Linked DNA regions of Anser cygnoides: region 2 is linked to region 1. A link is a contact called in public Hi-C data. All regions are on one chromosome and are shown on one strand. The core of a region is the stretch at or near the end of the contact, and the rest is flanking DNA. Distances in the headings are between cores, read along the strand shown. Region 1 holds the start of ANGEL1 (angel homolog 1). Region 2 holds the start of GSTZ1 (glutathione S-transferase zeta 1).

Region 1 (3,997 bases), core at 705-3,204:
AATATTTTGCTTCGTTCCACATTTTAGTCCGCACAACATCCAAAGGCAATCAGATCAAACTGAGCACCATTTCAGCTCTTTACACCACACGCACATATTTAATGCATTATAGTAATATACAAAATTGTAAAAGCTAACTCAGCTAAACTGCAATAACCTTTAAAATCACACTTGTCATCTGCTAGGGAGCATTTCAATCCTATACCCATAATGCTTATACCTCTCACTTGTTAGAGGTTGATTTCTACTTCAGGTTAATGCTTCTAAAATTTTCAGACAAAACCTTTGTGCCGCCTCTGGTGTTTCCCCTTCTGCTTGGGAAAGACACACAGCACACCTCTGGAGGGTGATCTCACCAGAGATGATCTTCCAAACTCTCTTATCAATGGGCTTTTGCAATAAATTCAACAAGACTCACATCATCCCTGCCTGCTGTGCCGACCAGTGCTGCCAAACTGTGCCCTTGATGGTCACCTGCTTTGTCTCTCCGGTTATTCTCAGACAAACCCTTTCTGAGGGGCGACCTGTCTCTTACACTATTTGTGTATTCTGATCAGTACAAAGGGCGTCCACAGCTAGGACCTGAGCTGATGTAACTAAGTACATAAATAATAATCCAGCCAATGTCATTCTAAAATCTGCAGTTATAAAACCCCACAGATCGTTGTTAGCAAGAAGCACACCGACTACTGCAATGCAGTGCTCTGCTCTGTGGGGTATTCTCAAAGCGATAAGGCAATAAGGTCTTTTTCAAATTGGCAAAGCAATATTTCCAATACCTGCATCTAGAGTTTTACATGGATCACCGTGCAGCGGCATCAGAGCACTTTCTTATTTCTGCTTCGAGTTAGGACCGGATGTGTCATTGAGAGGGAAATTGAGGCACAGAAGCAGTGACCTGTCCCAAAACCCACAGATGTCTCTGGCAAAGCACAGCACTGGACTGCGGCCTCCCATATCCTGCTGTGGGAAGCAAACCTCTGGAAACAATCATTGGTGTCTGCCTAAAGCAGAGGATGTTCTCCAGAGGAAAGATATGCGGCAGCAAGGGCTAGTGACCAGAGAATTTAAACCAAGGCTGTTCTGTGAGAGGAAAGATCAAAGAAAGCATCTGAAGGCCCAGCCCAGTCCACATCAGCCTAATTGGACTGGAATGGGAGAAGAACACTGGCCAGAACCACAGACAAGCATCTCAACAGCCACTGTTGGTTGGCCTATGCTAGAGAAAAATATTTACAAACTTTGGCAATAAAATCAAAGCTGACAGCGGTTATCTGCTTTGGGGTCAAACCTTCCACTGGTTTATGCAGCATGTTTTGTTCTATATATAAAATAACCCTATCATAGCCTCTAATGAGTGGACTAGTTGGAAGGTTTATGTAGAACCTAGGGAAACAAAAACACTAAAAATAACCCATCCCTATGGAAATGGACTAAATGTATGTACCATGTGTGCTTAACCTTTATCAGAAAGCCTCTTGCATTACGATTTTGGTTCTAGCCAAAAAGGAAACATTACAGAGTCCTCAGTATAAGTAATACAAAATAGTAAGTGTTAAGCCAATTTTGGCACCAACATCAGCTGGTGGGATGAATGAATACTTGATTTGAGGCTCCCTTAAGTGCTGACATGTTTACTAGCCACACTGTTACAAATTATATAGGGAAATTGTCAGTAGAGAAGTCCGAATCCATTCAAGACAAAGAGGCTGATACACTCGTTTTGCCCTAAGCTCCTTTAAGACTGCATGTGCTCCGGTCTGACTTTCTCATGGGAAGCTATACAAACCGCGGTGCTAACCCAGAAGGAGGGAGATCTCTCACCAGAAGCCTGGCACCACGCTCCGATATGCCTGGGGGTCTCACAGCCAAAACCTCATCTGCTCTCTTCTCCGTTACCGGGTGCTGATGCGATCCAAGCCCAAGCAGCGCTGGTTTCCCGGAACACCCAGAACCTGCGGTCAGGATGCGGACGTGAGGTCACAGAAGGGCCGAGGGCACCCAAGGGAGACGGGGTTCTCTTAACACCCAGCCAGCCCCTGCCAACACAAAACGTGCTCGTGAGCAGTATAAATCGAGAACGTCAACCTTACAACTAGCACCATTGCTCTTGGAGGCTTGTCAGTTGTAGCCGAGCAGCTGTGCTTCCTGTGCATACCTTAGAGGAAATGGCAGGGTCCTAGGAGGTGGCTGCAAACCCCTCACTGACAGAAGAGAAAAAGCAAATAAACCCTCAGATCACTGCTGCTGGCAAGGAAACGTACCCATGGAGAATGAGTCTGAGAAGGACACAGGTGTGGTGCTTACTTACCAGCTAAGTCATTTCAGAAATAGTCCAAAGTAGCCAAAGGCAGATCAGTAGGATCCGAGGGGGGAAAGGCAGCAGGAAAGCACCACTGCAGAGAAATGGGGTGAGCAGGGACCGAGAGTGCCGATGCCCAAAGTTGACGGCTGCCATCTGGGAGCAGGCTGGTAACAGCCAGTCTGGCACCTTGCTTGGAGAACAAAATGCACCCTAAGCGAGCTGGCCAGTACCAGCTTCCCAGCAATTATGCCCAGCTGCCCTTAATTTCCCTTAATTTCCACAGATGTCAGAGCTCAGCACCATGTGAGATGAGTTCCTATTTCAACCCTCCTTTGCCTAGAAGTATGGGCAAGTTTTGAAGGTAGCAAGATAATTCTGTGAATGTGCTAACTGGAGTTAGGGTCTAGGTTTGTAGCATTTTGGCCTGATTTTCTAGCTTAACTATTCCTATACTGCTCCCTCATGAAGTTTTATACTTGGCTGATTTAGTCACAGCGTGAGGGGAACTGGTTTTTTGCCCTGATAACTTTCAAGGTATAGTTAATTAATTGAAGTAAAGCAAAGAAATACTGAAAAGCAATTGAGATCTTCTTAATATGCACCAAGAGTTACTAATTATGTTAGTGCTAAGCATTTTCTTTATTAATAAATACAAACACTTCATAGAAATACCAGGAATTGTGTTAATAATTCTTCTGTCTTCTTTAATTGCATAGGTGCATATTTCTCAAATTTCAAAGCAAAACTTCTCAGTACCAGTATATGTGGGAATGCTCATCCATGGTACATGCTGGTTTGAGTGTTCATTGATAGTGGGGGACTTTTTTTTTAAATGAATATTACACATTTATTTTTGGTAATTACTGTGCTGCCAATGCTACCAGCAAGTTCTTCTCAAAATTCAAAGCCTTTTTTGTGTTGTCACTTAGTCCCTATAAGTTAATTTCTTATTTTCCTTTATAATACAACTACTTTAAAATAATCAAATCTATGGGACAACTCTCTTTGGTTCTTGTTTCTGTGTATTTAAATAGAGCATAAAACAATTTTTCAAGTGTTACGTAGTAATATTCCTTGATGATTGCTCTAATAGATGAGATCCTTTCTCAGGATGTCTTCCATTGTTTCAGAATGGCATTTGACTAAGTATCTGTTCTTTTTCTGTAAAGATAGATCTGTTTTTTTTTTTTTTTTTGATCCAGCAATAATAATTTACTGTATATGTGGGATTAGGCCCTTTTAGATAGCTTTTCTGCAAACCAGGCTTCTGTTCTTGGCTGTAAACTCCTGACATTTTTACTCTGTAAATGGGGTCTGACATAATCAGTTACCTGCTATCAAGCCCAAGTAATTATATTAAAGTTAATATTTCTTCTGGTTTTTTTGGACAGTATTAATTTCAAAAATATTATTATTAGGAAATATCTGGTCAATTAATAGTTGCCTGCTGTTTTTCCTTACATACGGGATTTCGTAATTCTGGGTAAAATGCTGGCTGAATCTGACTGATAGAAGCAGTGAAGAGATTGGTATAACTATTAATCCTGCCATATTCTAGAGGCAAAATGTTGTCAGAATTTCTGGTTGTTTTGCTTTGCATCTTTTGGTGGTGGTGGCCTAAATCATTCACACTAGGAAAAAATAAATCTATATTTTCTCACAAGTATCTAACATTTGTTTATAATTTATCTA
Region 2 (3,999 bases), core at 1,412-3,911, 290 kb after region 1:
TATACCCCTCCCCAAGGTGAACACAAACACACACAAACTCTTTCCCTTCCTTCATGCTATATACCTACCAATTACAGGGGGTGCTGCAGTTACTGAATTGACTGAGATCATCAGAAAAAGATGAATGATCAAAGATATATCATTCAGAGAACAACAGCTGCTTACTCTGCTCTGTCTCTAGAGGTGTCAGTAACAATAGCCATTCTCTTTCTAGACCGCACCAGGTATCCATAAAAACATGTCAAGTAGACACATTACACATCCATCACACTCAACTCATTTTAACAAGATATTACCATATGAAATCTAAGAATAGAATATATTGTATCTTACATCTTTAGCAGACCAACATCACCTCCTCTTCTCAAATGAGAGCGAGGGTAGTTGGAGGAGGAAGAACAAATCAACACAAAAGAAAGTAGCATCACAATAAAATTCTCCCTCTTTAGCACTTCTCCCACTTTAGACTCGGGGAAACATAGAACTACGAATTGCTGGAGACTTGGAAAGTAAACCAAGAAAATACACCTTCCCGTTTTCATCCTTCTTTCTAGGCACCAGCAACTGGCAACTTTCTTCTTTTGACTTATCTGCTGCCAGGTTTATGGCTCTATCTCTTCGTAGCTAACAGCAGAGCCATGGTTTCAGGTAGAATACCACTGAATAGTAATTCCTCCCATCAGCTCATTCAGCTCAGCATCAGTGGCGGTGGCAGCAAATGATCCTGGCTTTCTTGAAATCCTTGGCTCTCAGCCAGCAGGGACTCCAGCAGAACAGCCAGCACGACAGGGTAAGCAGAAGCCCAAGCTCAGCAACAATCCCTTTGTAGGACAGGCAATATACCCCTCCCACTCGGGAGTCTAGTCCCTCTAATTAGCAGCAAGAGATTCCCTCAAGAATCACCTCTCTTCTTCACCTGGCCTCTCACAGCCAGACATCAGGACTTATTCACAATACAACCACCAACACTTTTCTAAGGAGCTTAGAGACAAGGCACAAGGCTAGAGAGACCTCTGACCTAATCCACTAAAGCTGCTCTTAAGACATAATACTCTTACTGAAAAGCACAGGAGAGCTAAAAAGCTTGATACTAGCCTGTAACGCCTTACCCCTCTCATTCCCATGTAGTTGTGCTGCTCATATCTGTCCCCTGGCTTTTGGAATGGAAATGTGCCATCATATCCACTAAGGTAGCCAGCAAGTCCAATTAGCATCTGAAAAGGAAAAAAAAAGTGGAAAAAATGGTCAGGGAAATCACACTGGAGGGAGAATCCAAGCCAGCAGCTGGTAAGATTTTGATACAAGGCCAGTCTGATTCACAGGATAACAACTTAATTCTGACACACCTCCGAACAACATCTTCTGTACAGAATTCATATGCATCCATATTGCCCTTACCTAAAAGCAACATCAGAAGGGATCATAAGGACTTTAGCTGACTATAAGTACATCTGCAGGCTCAAGAGAAGTAACCAACCACGGGATTTATCAGAGAGAATTCTGTCTCTGTAGATTCCCCCCTAGCTCCCTATTCCCACAGTTTAAGGAGGCTCAGACTGGAAGAAAGACAATCTGAGGTAGAAGTGATACATCAACATCACAACACAAAACTTCCTTTACTGCTACAACAAGTTCTTCCATTGCCAAATAGCAACTCAAGGCTCTCAAGGTCCTTTGTGGTAAGCATCTGATTTGCACACAAGCTGTCAGAAACTGGTTGGTTCCTCTGATCTGTAAGCTCTGATTAGACACACCCTCTAGACCACATAGGTCTCACCTTCATTTTTTAACTTCCATCTGCTCAAGCCTTTCAAATACCCAACGGGCAACGCTGTTTTGCTTTCCCATGCTCAAAGCGTTTTCACAGAGAAGAAAAGCTGCAAGCTGAAACTCTGAATACAAAATGCAAATACCACGATGCCAACAACAGCTAGGAGAGGTATTGATGTTTACCACATCATTTGACCAGGAGGAAGGGAAGACTTGTGTCGGCCCATTCCCGTGACTTCTGAAACACAACGGCAGAGCAGTTTACCTTCCCCAGAGGAGGATGGACATCAAAGAAGAAGGTCCGATTAATGTAGTAACTTCCCATCTTCCCAAAATGGGTTTCATCCCAACTGGAAAAGATCAACACAAAGCACAACCTACTACAACGCTGAGGATGGTAAAGATCCAGGAAGATGTTTTTCCTCATGTTTTTTATCTTACAAGGGGTTATTGCCAGGCAGTCTACATGGGACAATTCATTCCAGGTCCCCGTACCTCGGGGACCCCCAACCCGCCACCCCGGCACGCTGTCCCCTCACTACCCCACCGTCCGTGCCCGTGGAGCCGTGCAGGGCGCTCTGTGGCCGCCAGGCCCCGCCGCCAGCCCGGGCACCGCTCCGCACCGGCCGCGCCCGTACCAGACGTGCGGCGGCTCCGGCAGGCGGTGGAAGCGGGAGGCGAAGCTGAGGAGGGTGACGAGGGCCAGCGCTGCCCGCGACCCCGCCGGGGCGGCCGGCGGCCGAGCCTCGGGCGGAGCGGGAGCGGGGGAGGCGGCCCGCGGGGAGGGCCCCGGCGGCCGGCGGCAGCCCCGGGAGCGCAGCGGGCCCGGCCCGGCCCGGCCGCCCCCCGCCGGCGGCATGGCGGGGGCTCGGCGGGACGCAGCGGCAGGGCGGCCCCACGGCGGCACGGCAAATGGAGGCGGGCGGGCGGGCGCGGGGCACGCCGGGAGTTGTAGGCCTCGGGCCCGCAGCGATGAGCTCGGCGGCAGCCAAGGTACCGGGCCTCGGGGCGCGGGGACCGGCCCCGGCGCGATGGGGGGGGGCGGTTCTCGTCTCTTTCTCGTCTTTTCTGCAGAAATTCTGCACGTGGCTTCAGTTTCCTCAGTTTGATTCCCAGGGCTGTATTTTTGCCTTGGTAACTGCTGAGAGCCTGCCAGTCTCTCCAGCTGCCTTATTTATTCCGAACAAAAAGCTAGAGGCAGAAGCCAGGTTCCTAAATGCCTTCCTGACCTCAAAGCGTGTTGGTGAGTTCTGACACCAGGGCTGGAGCTGCAGCAGGGCCCGTGGGGACGCACATACAGCTGGCTGCAATTCAAAGGCTTGAACCTGCCTGGCTGTGCTTGTGTGTCCGGGGCACAGATCTGGGGGCATGGTCCTGTTCTCATTGGCTTTAGGAGATAAGCTTTCCCCCACCCTAGCTGAGTTAAAAGGGAAAGGCAAGAGGTGATTTTTATTTCCTGGAGCAGATTGCACGCAGTGACCATGGCATCAGAAAAGGTGAGAGCTTGGGTGGGGTGAAAGCACCTGGGAGAGCTGCCTTGGTGCTGGCATTCAGGTGAAGGTGAGGTGTCTGCCCCCTTAGCGCTCATCTCGAACAGCAGGAGCTCCTCTCGTTTGGAAAGAGGTCTGGCCCTGCCCTCCTTGGCTGGAAAAGCTATTTTATGCCACTCAAATACCCAGTGCAGGTGCTTGGCAAAATCAGTGGGGAATTTGCTTCAAGAATCCATGACAGCATAGAAGTCAGCAGCATCTGGTAGGAGCAAAGAGGGAAACTTTGTAGGGGATAATTTTAAGATTGCTTGTGCGTTCTTGAAAACAGATAAAACTAATTAGAGAGCCAGCGTGAAAAACAGTGGCACTACCTGTACACCCGGAACAGGAACACTCGCTTCCAGAAAGGCACCCTCTCCTCCGGCAAAACTTGCTCTGCTGTATCTTAAACTTCCTGAAATGCACTGTCCTTCTTAAAATACTATTTTATTCCCACCATATAACTACTTTATCTTTCTCTTCTCAGCCGATACTTTATGGTTATTTCCGAAGTTCCTGTTCATGGAGAGTGAGAATTGGTAAGTTCCAGTTTTACTGCAGCATCCTCCCCTTCACTAACTGAATTAATTGGTCACTTATTAAGAAAGAGATCAGCAAACATGAACCTGGGACAGTGACATTGCATTTTCTCCACCTTCTCTAGAGTGGGAAGGAACACCACAGCGTACCTGGAGCTGGG

Evidence for each region. Hi-C and Micro-C count contacts between places; a contact is called where the count stands out from the background.
Region 2: a Hi-C map of liver shows a contact between it and region 1, with 1.6 times the contacts expected there. The contact joins the promoter of GSTZ1 here to the promoter of ANGEL1 in region 1. A contact is called at or near these places in 2 of 7 Hi-C or Micro-C datasets (both in liver).

Annotation. Positions count from the first base shown.
Region 1 is chr5:43,379,914-43,383,910 of Taihu_goose_T2T_genome, forward strand. ANGEL1 (angel homolog 1) reads right to left here and starts at 1,955. Exons shown (of 10, transcript XM_013185586.3): 1 at 1,825-1,955. LRRC74A (leucine rich repeat containing 74A) reads left to right here and starts at 2,094. Exons shown (of 13, transcript XM_048059752.2): 1 at 2,094-2,294. The coding sequence starts at 2,267.
Region 2 is chr5:43,672,708-43,676,706 of Taihu_goose_T2T_genome, forward strand. It overlaps GSTZ1 (glutathione S-transferase zeta 1), which reads left to right and starts at 2,662. Exons shown (of 10, transcript XM_066998151.1): 1 at 2,662-2,763; 2 at 3,787-3,838. The coding sequence starts at 2,683. POMT2 (protein O-mannosyltransferase 2) reads right to left here and starts at 2,657. Exons shown (of 21, transcript XM_066998141.1): 1 at 2,409-2,657; 2 at 2,036-2,120; 3 at 1,110-1,214. The coding sequence starts at 2,629.